Regions from separate parts of the Urocitellus parryii genome. Here region 2 is linked to region 1. A link is a contact called in public Hi-C data. All regions are on one chromosome and are shown on one strand. Each heading gives the region's core, a stretch centred on a gene start, on an enhancer-like site or on the middle of the called end of the contact. The rest is flanking DNA. Distances are from core to core; before and after follow the strand shown.

Region 1 (5,851 bases), core at 1,662-4,161:
CCTGAAACTGACTGTGGCAATGGTTACATCACTCTAAAAACACTGAATTATACATGCTAAATGGGTGAATTGTATGGTATAGCATGTGAGTTATATCTCAATAAACCCAATTTTAAAAAGCTTGTCAAACCACACTTCTAAAAACAAAGAGATAAACTATACTTTGAATACCTGTTTGAATAATTTATCAAAATGTCCAAGGAAGTTTGCGTGACTCTTAAAAATCATGGTTTTCACTGAAAAAAAATGAAACACTGCTTTACCTAAACCTCTAACATGAGACAAGATCTTTTATAATTTGAGAATGGATGCGAGAGGAAGATAGACAAGGAGAGAAGGAGACAATGTTGGAGTATGTGTTTTGGGGGGGTCATCAATGATGGGTAGAAGAAAAATATTTTCCAAAAGGCCTATATTGCACTGCCATTAATCTTTCAAAATAAAAATACTTTCTATAAATTTGATTTTTAAAATTTGCCCATATTCAAATTCAAAAATCAAGACCTGTTCTGTATGCCGAGTAAAATTCTGGCAATTGATAGATGCTTTTTAAATTCTTAAAACAATTCTATAAAATAGGCATTGCTATTCCTATGAGATAATGAAACTCAGGTTCTTTCTATTATACAAAATTTCCTTTATAAATGAGAATACTATATAACATTTTAAAACGTGGCTTTCCTAAATACTTTACAAGGACCCTTCATTGATGTACCTACATAGGCTGTGGTGGAACCCTTTATTCATTCAGTAGATATTAATTAAGTATCTATTAGGTCTATTATTAAGCATGTATAGCAATGAAATTACAGCCAACATGTCTCAGAACAACTATTCTTACAATAGAAAGTAGAAGACAGAACCATACAAGAAAAGTAATAAATGGTGATAAGTGCTGTAAGAAGTATACATGGCATACTAAGAAATTACTGTTATTTTTTCATTGGGCTAACAAAACCAAAAACAAAACAGAAAAAAAACCTGTCTGCGGTAGTGATATTTAAGATCTTTACAAGCCAGGTTGAAAACAAGGAAACACGGTTGGTGGAGGAACAGATAGCACAAAGCCCTTGAAGAAAAATGAGCTTCACAAGTGGGGTCAGGGGTTGGGGGGAGGGAGGGAAGGCAGTTGTAGAATAAAGTGGATGAAGGGGTAGAGTGACAAAAAGTGAGCGAGGTAGACGTGAACAAAATCATGAAGAGCTTCACAACACCATAAGGAGTTTAGATTTTATTCTACAAGTGATGACAGGAATACCAATAGCATTTTAAGAGTCAGATTTATGTAACATTTCATCTGGTTGCAGTGTGGTGAAAGGAATACTGGGAAATTAATTGTGAACAGCTCCAGTAGGCCAGGTGAGATGATGGTATTGAAGGAGCAGGTGGCAGTATTTAAAATGGGAGCCAACTACAGAGATAATGGGTAAACTCTAAAGATGGCGGTGATAGTTTGATTATAAGGTGAAAGGGAAAATTAAGGATGCATCTTTGTTTTTTGTTTTTAAGTTTTATTAAATTTTATTATTGAATAATTTTGCATTTTTACTTTTCTTGACCTAGTAAAAATAAATATGGGGTAGGGGGTGTGATACAGTGCTTGCCTAACACGCATGAGGCCCTGTTTAATCCCCAATATTACAAGAAAAATATACAAATAAATAACTGTCTTGTTTTTGTTCAGTATGCTGCGCTGGTGATCCAACCCGGGGCCTCATACATGCTAGGCAAGCACTCTGCCACCAAACTACATTCCCAGCCCTGAAAGATGAGAGTCTCATGAGACAAATTTACCAAACATCTTTTAAAAATATGAACTTACCTCCTTCATAAACTGTTCAAATTCTTCATCCAGCTCTTCTTTGGAATATTGAGCCATAATCAGTAATTTTTGCTTCCCAAAGCAAACACACTATTTACAACACTGGAAACACTAAATGGCAAAAGAGAAACACCTTTTGAGGAAATCCTTCACATTAGCTTCAACAACCTACCTTCTACTTGAGGTCCAAAATTACATTTTCATCTGTTAAGATCAAATTGTTAAAGGATGGTCTTCACAATATTTCCTAAATATATACCTATCTGTGTGTTACCTCTCAAACACAAACCAAGCCCTCACATATAATCTTAAATTTTATAACAGCACACCAAAGGGCCACTTTTTCTTACAAAGCCTAACAGTTGTGTAGTCTGATTCAACTGATTTCTGCACTTTACCAGTCAACAACAACAGTTTGGCAAAACAGACTTTTCAGATATGGGAATGTTTCCAGATATAGAGAATTTATTAGGATTTGGAATACTTAAAAATTAATACAGTATACAAATCGGAACGAATCATGTTTCTTTTGAAGCAAAGACGACCACAAAAAATCGGTGCACTGAACCCCTTAAAAAAGAACACAGTGATTTGCAACACGGAGTTCTTTTCCCATAAAAATCTCAACTTTGGGGGCTTACTCTGCCTACCCCAGTTTCCTTTTGCAGAGGTGAGAGTGGGGTAAGTGGTTGGAGGCCCGGACAGTACTTTCCCCAAACACAGAAAAAGACCTCCTCCCTTTAGTAGCATTTCCATCAGTTCAGGGTGGGTGCAGTTCAAGTCTTGGCCCAAGGGCTGGGTAAGGGGCTGACCCCACTAAAAGGCCTTCAGCCCCGGGGCGTCCAGGCTCCAGAAAGCGCGGATTCGGTAGTTGGCGGGAAGACAAAGACTTGCTTACAGTGGAGTCAGGGCGGAGAAGGCGGATGACCCGAACCTCGAAAGCTCCAAGGACCCAGTCGCAGGCACAGCCCCCACCACCCCGACGTGGCTGGGGAGCTAGCCCTGTATATATACCTACCTTTGCCTCGGTATCCCGCGCTTCCCCAAAGGCCCATGCGGGTCTGCAGTTGTCAGGGTAACAGACGTCAGCTGCGGGGTTCCGGAGTCACGTGACTAGGGCTGGTCACGTGGTTCGTGGGCCCAGCCGGTCGGCCTTTCGTTTCTGGGTGCTTTTGCAAGCAAAGATCGACTGCAGCGGCTCAGCTGGCTGCGGTGGCCTGTAGGAGCCGTGGCCGCGGCACCAGCACGCAATCCCAGCTGATCTGCGCCTAGGAAGGGTGCCCGGCGGCGCCCGGGTGACCTAGAGCCGGGACAGGGCGTGAACAGCCCGCTCCTTCCCGAAAGTCTGGGAGCTCCCCCGCTGCCGGCACTTTGCTTCTCCTCTTCCGGGCTTTCCCCGCCCTGCTCACTTGAGCGCTGTTTTTCAAGCTTGAAATTTTGAAAAAATGTATTGGGTTTACTTCACGTACAAAAGGTTGTTGTGAAAAAAACAACTGTAGGTCGAATAGGGACTCAGTACCACCACCTAGTGGACAAGGCGCTGAAAATGCACGAGCGCGAAATTGTTATTGAAACCTCCTGTGTCCTATATTATAGGACATTGTTCTATATTATACGACACCTACAAAAACGTTACAATTTTTGCTGGTGTCCTATATATAAGACAATGGCACATAACGAATTAAGACAGTCCATTTATCTCATACTATCTCTGGTTTCCCTCCCTTACTGTTCAAAACCCCATTCTATAAGGGCAATTAACAATTATTTCTAGGATTTTTTTTTTTCCTGCGTTTTTCTTCCTTTCTTTTTAAAGAACACAACATAAGCTGGAATTTCGGAGAACGACATTTAGGATGGTGAAAGTAAAATCGACAAACAGTTGCATTTGCTGGGGGCAGTCATAATGTAGGACCTCATCTCTAGTCTGAACTTTTTCATTGAGCAAATGTTTATCTCTCTCCAAATGTGTTCAAGTCAAGATCTGTGCTCTACTATGAAAATATGAGTAGTAATAGAGAAATTTTAGCTACCACTTATTGGATAGTTGATGGGTGCTTCGCAAGCATTATTTACCTTAATTTTAACAATTTAAGAATCAATCTGTTTCAACTTATACGTTTGTTTCTCCTATGTACTGAATGAACACAGCAGTCATAGTCTCTTCCCTAATACAGTCTGAAGAGGAATAGTCAAGTAGGAAAGACAATTGTTTAAGGGGTACAATGAAAAATGACTATGACACTTAATGCACATGAACTGAGGAAGTCTAGGAACATTCTCTGAACAGAGGCACAATTTGTGATCTAAAGTCAATATTATTCAATATACGGTTATGCTATAAAATCATGGTCATCATTGTTAACTGGGCATTCAAAACCAGTAATCTTCCTCTTTTTTACTAGTGAATTCTGTTCCTACCATATATAAAGACTATGGTATACCTCCTCCACCCTGTTCAGATTCCACAATGAGAGACTTAGCATCTTGCCGAGACTTTCCTGGTTTTATTGTTGAAAGTCCTGAGTCACAGGAATTCTCTTGGTTCTTGCAAACCGGGAGGGTTGGTTTACCCTAACCCTGTTCCTTCCTTCATTGACTCTTACCCTTGACTTTGCACATCCATCATGAGCAGATGGCTTTGCCTCACATCTCATTAACAAATACAGATCCCATAAGGCTGGAATTTATTCACCTGTTTCCCATTAAATCTATAAACTGTACTTGTGTCTGTATTTTATCTTAATCTGTTCACAGTTCCAATGGAAGAAGTGCCCTGCCTTCTGTCAAAAATCCATCTTCCTAAATATGATTTGGAACTATTACTCATTCTTCTCACTGATCTTGTTTTACTAGTTATTTCCACTTCTTCCTATATCCTCTGGCTGTCTGTGGGATTTTCCTAACATCATTCAAACATTCCCTGGAATTCTCCAAATAAAATGCTACTTCCAAAACATTATTCACAGTCTATATTTCCCTGTGATTGAACTTGTCTCTACCCTCTTTCCTGCCAGTCTTTTCTGGGAAAATTATTTCTACATCACCTCCCTTTTATCAGACTTTCTAATCTAGTGTCCATTGACACCAGGATACAAAACCCATTTTTGGTAGTATCACCAATTTTCTCCACATTGCTAGATTAAAGAAATAAAAGAAAATTAGTTTACTTGATCTCCTAATACCATTTGCTATAGTTATTTACTTTTGCTTTCTTGGTTTTTCTTCCCAGTTTATGGTCTCTCAGAGTTTTTCACTGTCCCTCCATTTATTCTATCTAACTTCTAAATATTAGAATTTCTTAGGGGTCATTTCTGAATTCATTTTCTGCTCATTTTTTACATTCTTATCCCAGTCAATCTGATCCTCACGGCTTTAAATATCACATATGTACTTATGACTCTTAAATATAGGCCTACAGTTCTAAACTCTCTTTTTGAACCCTAGTGTCCTAGATCCAAACTATCCAATTCTGTCTCCACTTGATGACTCACAGATATCTTTAACTCAATGGATTCTTGCTTTTTTGCCCTCCTGCCAACTGATTTCTTTCTCTTTCAGTATTTCCCACTATACTATGTGGCACTCCACTTATCCAGTTGGTCAAGACAGAAATCTTGGAATTCTCTCCTCCTAATATCCTTTATTAAGACTTTTAATGCCACCTGCAAAATATGTCTCCACTCGGTTCACTTCTTTACCTCATATTTGCTAATGTCTTACTCCAAGGCATTGTTTTCTCTTGCTTGAACTACCTCACTAGCCTCCTAGCTCTTGTCTTTCTCTTTCATGTTGTCTATTCAACAAAAAAGGTTACAGTTTGAAAATGTAGGTCAGGTTATCCTTTGTTTAAAATCCTTCAGTGATTTCTCATTGTACTTAGACTAAAATCCAAACATTTATAACACCTTGTTGATGTGTTCAGCACTACTTGCCTTTATAGCCTCATTTCATCCTCACTCAACAAGGGCTTTGATAAATTGGGGTGTAGTATAAATAGGGGTGTAGTTGAAAGAGTGTTTTTCATTT
Region 2 (5,851 bases), core at 1,415-3,914, 300 kb before region 1:
TTAAATATTAGAAAGTAAACTGTTATCTTCATAAGCAATTACTTTCTTTTCTGAACTACTATTACAATTTAATTGTGCTTCTCTTAAGTTTATTTTATTTTTATTAATTTATATCTTGAGTACTATTTATCTTTTCACTCAATTGCAAATTCCTGAGAGTAGAGGGTCATGATTTATTCATCTTTGATATATGAATTATGTTGGCATTTTAAGGAATCACCCCAATATTTATTGAATGAATAACCCATAGTTACATATTTAAGCATCAAAATTATAAACTTTAAAAATGTTTTGCTAGAAACATATATAAACATCATTGTCTTTTTTCCCACAATTTAAAATTGAGAATACTGAATATAATATAATTCTTTGTTTTTTAGAATCACTCAGTTATACACAGAGCTATTCATCGTAAACTAAAATAACTGTGCTCTAGTCAGTAATTCAGCCTTATCTCTTCTCCTTTTATGCTTGGATAAAACACAATAGAAAGCCAAGTGGCAATATTAACACTTGCCAGATATTAAAAATTCTGAGATAATCGTGCTTACAGGCAAATTATTTGTTTGAAACCTATATAATTTCTCAATATCTCAGTATAGTGTTCCAAATTGATTGGGAAATGAGAAGAGATGGTTTCAAGACTGTGTCAAAGGTAGCCTTTCTATGTCTCAAGTTGTGAATGCATAGACCAACTTTTAAAAATATTGGTTTTGGTACTTTATAAATGTGTATTGGCTACATCTATTACTAATAGTTAAACCTGTGAGTTTTAAACAATGCAGTAGATGATGGACACCTTGCTTAGGGTGCATAATATTTGTCATTTTTATAAAGTTGATTATCACTGGAATTGGTATCGTAGTGGTAGAATTCATTTTTTTCCCCTTAAGGAATGTAGAAACTAGAAGTAAGCTAAATATTGATTTTATGCTTATGCAGGGTTTACATAAATTTGTTTGATCTAATTTATAGTTTGGATAGATATTTAAAATAAATAGCCATTAATTATTGGCAAATAGACTCTATGAAAACTGTGATAGTAGCATTTTAAAACTATCTTAAGGCTGTACCTAAATGCATACATCTATTGCAAAGGGTATAGCGCTCTTGAAATCTGGTGTTTTCATAAGTATGAGGATTCTGAATGTGAACAAAATAAAGCATACTATGTTGTCTGCTTCTTTCAGGCTATTTTGGCCAAAATCAAAGTGTTATGATTACTTATATCAAGAAGCAGAAGCTCTTCTGAAAATTTTTCCAATTCAAGCTACAATTTCATTTTATGAAGATTCCGATAGTGAAGATGAAATTGAGCAGCTGACCTGTGAAAATTAATCTAATTAGTTACTTCTGATGATATTCAAAGCTCATGGGCTTTGGTGTATAAATGTATCATAATCTTTTAAACTAATTTATTTGTATATAATTTATTAATAAAAGGAAATATTATATAAATACTATGGTAGTATTGACTTTTTTATCCCTTCATTAGAATTAAATGTTGAAATTTAAAATAAATGCCATTTACAAATGTCTTGATTATATTATAACTATTTGGGGCTTACAGAGATACTTTCAGTCTTTTCATTAAATTACACATTTACCTGTATATATAATTTTGCAAAGAATGACATCTGAATACTAGATGTTGTAACATCTAGTATTTTGTACTGACCTCACTGGGATGTTGTAATTACAGACAACATTCTTTTATTAGATAATGAAGAATATCACTTTGTTACCAAGCACACATTTATTATTATGTGTCTGCTAGCAGATAGTGAAAAATACTTTAAAATCATTATTCTATAATTGGAAAGGAAGTCAGTAGTAGGGCTCTGAAACTTTTAGGAATTATAAAGAAATAATGATAATAATTCTCGTCCGCTCTTCTTAAATCTAGTAATAAAATAGTGTGGGGTATCCAATATTTATTGTACTACATTTCATGTAAATCACTCCCATTTAAACAATAATGTTTAAATGGGAGTGATTTACATGAAACCTAAAAGAGAGAAGACTAAAGAACAGAATGGAAAAATATTGATCCTTTTTTGTCCAAAGGGGAGCTATTTGGTAGAAACATTATTCATATTATCAATTTTCTTAATGAGAGAGAAAACAGGAGAAATTTGCCGGATTAAGGTAATATAGTAATCTGTGATCAAGAAGTCCTTTTTAGTTCATACCCAATCTCACAATAAACAATGTAATTACAAGTAAACATATCTCTGTAATATTCCAGGATGATAGAAGGTAAAGGCGAAGATCAGAGGTAGTTGTGAGATTCTCCTTACTGTACAGCCTGGTGTTTCACAGGAGAGAATTTCAAAGAAATCAGACTGCTGTAATAGTGTTATTTTAGTCCATATTTCAGGTAGTACAATCGTACCGCTTATCAACGAACAGACAGTGATGTTCTGGGTTAACAAGACTCTACAAGAATATATTCTCGGATTCGATCAGCACCAGGGCTGAGGAACAGCTTCACTCTCTGATCTTTCCGCGAAATAGCTGTCACCTCCATCCAGTGCTGAAGTTTAGTCGGCCGGACCCACTGAGCATGCGTACTTTCCCCCTCTTGCCGCCCCGCCGGCGCTCGCTCCATTGGCTCCGCCCTCCGCTAACGTTCTGCGTCATGGCGTGCTTCACCCCTGGAGACCCCGGAAGTGGGTCGGGGGCTCGGCCTCTGCCCGGCCGCAGAGCCGGAGCGGGAGAATCTGGTCTGAGAGGGGTCCAGCCGAATGAGCGACTCCGGGCAGAGCCCGGGCCAGGGATCCAGGATGCTAAACGTCCCTTCTCAGTCTTTCCCGGCCCCCAGCTCTCAGCAGCGCGTCGCTTCAGGGGGGCGTAGCAAGGTAAGCCAGTGACACTTGGTGGCGCCCAGAGCTCGCCTCCCGCCTGCGTTTCGCTCTTCATCTTCAGTACAGTCTGTTTTGCCCTCACCGCCTGTCCGCCTCTGGAGCCTTCGTTCCCTTCAGCCCTTGCTGGTCTTCAGTCCTGGAACTCTCCTTCCCTTCCTCTCACCTGCTAGCCCTTCTTTCCCGCTGTTAGTCCCCTTCCTTTAGGTCCTTTCCCCCGGAATTTCAGATCTCTGGGACAGGACCGCTCACCATGCTTGCCTTATTTTGGGTACTTAATATTGTCTTCCCTCTCTTCAACCTGTCCTCTCTGGTCTCTTCTTCACTGTCCGAAGGAGTTATGAGTGTTGTGGGTTCTCTTGCAGAAGGGAAGGACTGAACAGTGGCGACTAGAGACAGTCTGCAGCCGTGGGGATTTTTGGAGCTAGGGAATATTTGAGAAGCTAAGACAAATGTCCACAAACCTCCATTCAGGTTTATGGACACTTCTCTCCAAATCATACTGCCTTTCTCTCAGGTATCTGATTGTTTCAACATGACTTTTGTACTTCCTGACTTCGGAGCTAATGTAACTAATGCTAGAGTATTTGTTAAGCATAGTTACATTTAGCAACAGGTGGGATGCAAATACATTTTATATTTGCAAAATATAGTAAAAAGTGTGACCCCTGTTCACTTAAACCTGAATGCTGCTTGCTTCTCTTATTTGCTAATGCTTGGTTCTGTAGCCACTTCCTCATGTTTTGTTTTTGAGAATTCCAACTATTTAGGCTACTCCTTTTTCTTGTCATTTCTGGACTCTTGAGTCTTAGCATCATTTAGGACTTTCTCCGACTTTCCTTATTTTTCTCTAGTTAGACCTGAAATTCTGATTTTAGACTAAAACATGGGTTCAGGAATCTGTATTTTTTCACGTGCTTCTCAGAGGTCTGTATCCTCAATTATAATACCAATACTGAGATTTATTAAATGCTTCATGGCCATATATGTTTTGAGTGTTTTCCCTCTATTACCTTGTTTAATCTTCATAATGACCCTTGAAATGGAAGCTTTCAGTATTTCCATTTCACAGAAAGGAAACTGGTTAAGAAATGTTGCCTTGGAGCATATAGTCTTGTGATGTGATTCTGTCTGTGATATTTCATTTATTGCTCTGTACTTCTATTTACAGCCACCCAATCATGTGTCCTTTCCTCCCTTGACCTCTTTCTCTCCTTAAACTAAATACTCACTGGATTATAGTGTAGCCTTTCCAGAATTAGATTATGAGTTGTGGCCCCTCTCCACTAAAATCTCCATCCTTGTTCTCAACATCCATCTAAAGGAAAAGCTTAGAGGCAAAGACAAAAAGTTACACAGATGGTGATGGCAAATGTGAGTCTTTGAATCCATAAAGAAAACAAATAATATTATTGTACAATTAAAAAGAAATTAAGATTCTTTCTTTTCTTTCTTTTTTTTTTTTTTTTTGGTGTGTGTGTGAAACAAGATAATCTTGACCATATTGGAAACTGACTTTGGATGAAACAAATACAGATTGAGGAAAATGAAACCTAGTTGGTGACGTTATATATCATAATTGTTAAAAGCATAGACTTTGAAGTGAGAAAGACACGGATTCTTTTCCCAAATCCATCACTTAAACTCTGAATTTGTTTCCTTGGGTATAACTGAAAATAACCAATTTTATCGTATTATTCATAGGATTAAGTAAGAATGTTTTTTCTTAGCACAGCTTTGGTAAGCACTCAGTAAAGGATGTTTACCCTAGGGTTTTATTCAAACCTCACAGATTTGAATTTGACATAGAGAATGCATTCAATATGTGATGGCTATTATTATTTCTACTAATAACTCATAAACCAGTATTTATATACTACTTAGTAGAGATGTGATCTCTAATTTCAAGTAGTCTCATAGGTAGCAAAGATTAATAAACAGTCATATAAAATACCATAAATACTACAGTAGTGTGTTATGACCAAAAAGTAATCTGAATCAGAGAAGCCTTCCAGAGGCTTCTGGGGGGTGGGGCAAATCTAGGAAGAAAAAGCAACACTTGAGAGCAAGTACTTGATAGTAATCAAGGAATTAATTCCCATTTGGCTAAAGCATATAATGGAAAGAAATGAAAGTTAAATCATGGATCTTTTGAAACAAATTATGACCATATTATGAAGGATCTGGTAAAGCACTAGGGAATTTGGAGACATTATTATAAGGTAACATGAGGAGCCTCTGAAGGAGGGAAGGTACATAATTTGACTTGCATTTCTAAAAATTAACTACCCTGGGGATTATGGAATGGAGAGAGACCAGTGGTTTTGGTTTGGGATAGGAAAAAATAATTTCAAATGAATAAATTATAAGATTGGGATCAAGAAACCTGGAGAGTTTCACTGACAGTCAGAATGGGACAATATAGATTTAAAATTTAGGGTGAAATGTGAAATTGGAAATGTACCACAGATCTATTAATTTGTTTATTTGGGGGGTAAATCGATACATGAAATAAGTATGATTCAGGAAAGTGAGGTGTAAAAACTTGAAGGTGCCTGCTTTTGCATTAAACATTTTTTGGTACTATATTATATACTAAATATAAATAGTAGCCATGTTACAGAAAAATTTTCACTAGGTTGTCTTAACTGATTGAAATATTAATAACACTTCTGTATATTACTCAATACTCAAGCCTGGATAATTGGTAAAGAACAGGGATTGATTTGTTGCAGTTTTGGAGACTGAAAAGTCTAAGGTCAAGGGCCTGCATCTAGAAAGGGCCTTTGGTGGAACATGGTGGAAATCAGAGATCAAGAGAGCAGCCTTAAGCCATCCCTTTTTTTTTTTTTTTTGGTAGAGTTTATTTTGACATATTTAAACAAACATGGAGTATGTCTTATTTAGTTAGGATCCCAGTTTTGTGGATGTAATGATATGGAGATTCACTGTGATGTATTCATATATGTACATAGGAAAAACATGTT

Evidence for each region. A called contact is a pair of places that touch in the nucleus more often than the background predicts.
Region 2: a contact with region 1 is called in a Hi-C map of muscle, with 3 times the contacts expected there. The contact joins the promoter of Cyb5r4 here to the promoter of Cep162 in region 1. A contact is called at or near these places in 2 of 2 Hi-C or Micro-C datasets (liver and muscle).

The regions. Positions count from the first base shown.
Region 1 is chr8:74,641,348-74,647,198 of mUroPar1.hap1, reverse strand. It overlaps Cep162 (centrosomal protein 162), which reads right to left and starts at 2,911. Exons shown (of 27, transcript XM_026411356.2): 1 at 2,841-2,911; 2 at 1,823-1,933. The coding sequence starts at 1,879.
Region 2 is chr8:74,943,885-74,949,735 of mUroPar1.hap1, reverse strand. Cyb5r4 (cytochrome b5 reductase 4) reads left to right here and starts at 2,664. Exons shown (of 16, transcript XM_026410828.2): 1 at 2,664-2,861. The coding sequence starts at 2,748. Ripply2 (ripply transcriptional repressor 2) reads left to right here. Exons shown (of 5, transcript XM_077801747.1): 5 at 1,191-1,347. The coding sequence ends at 1,347.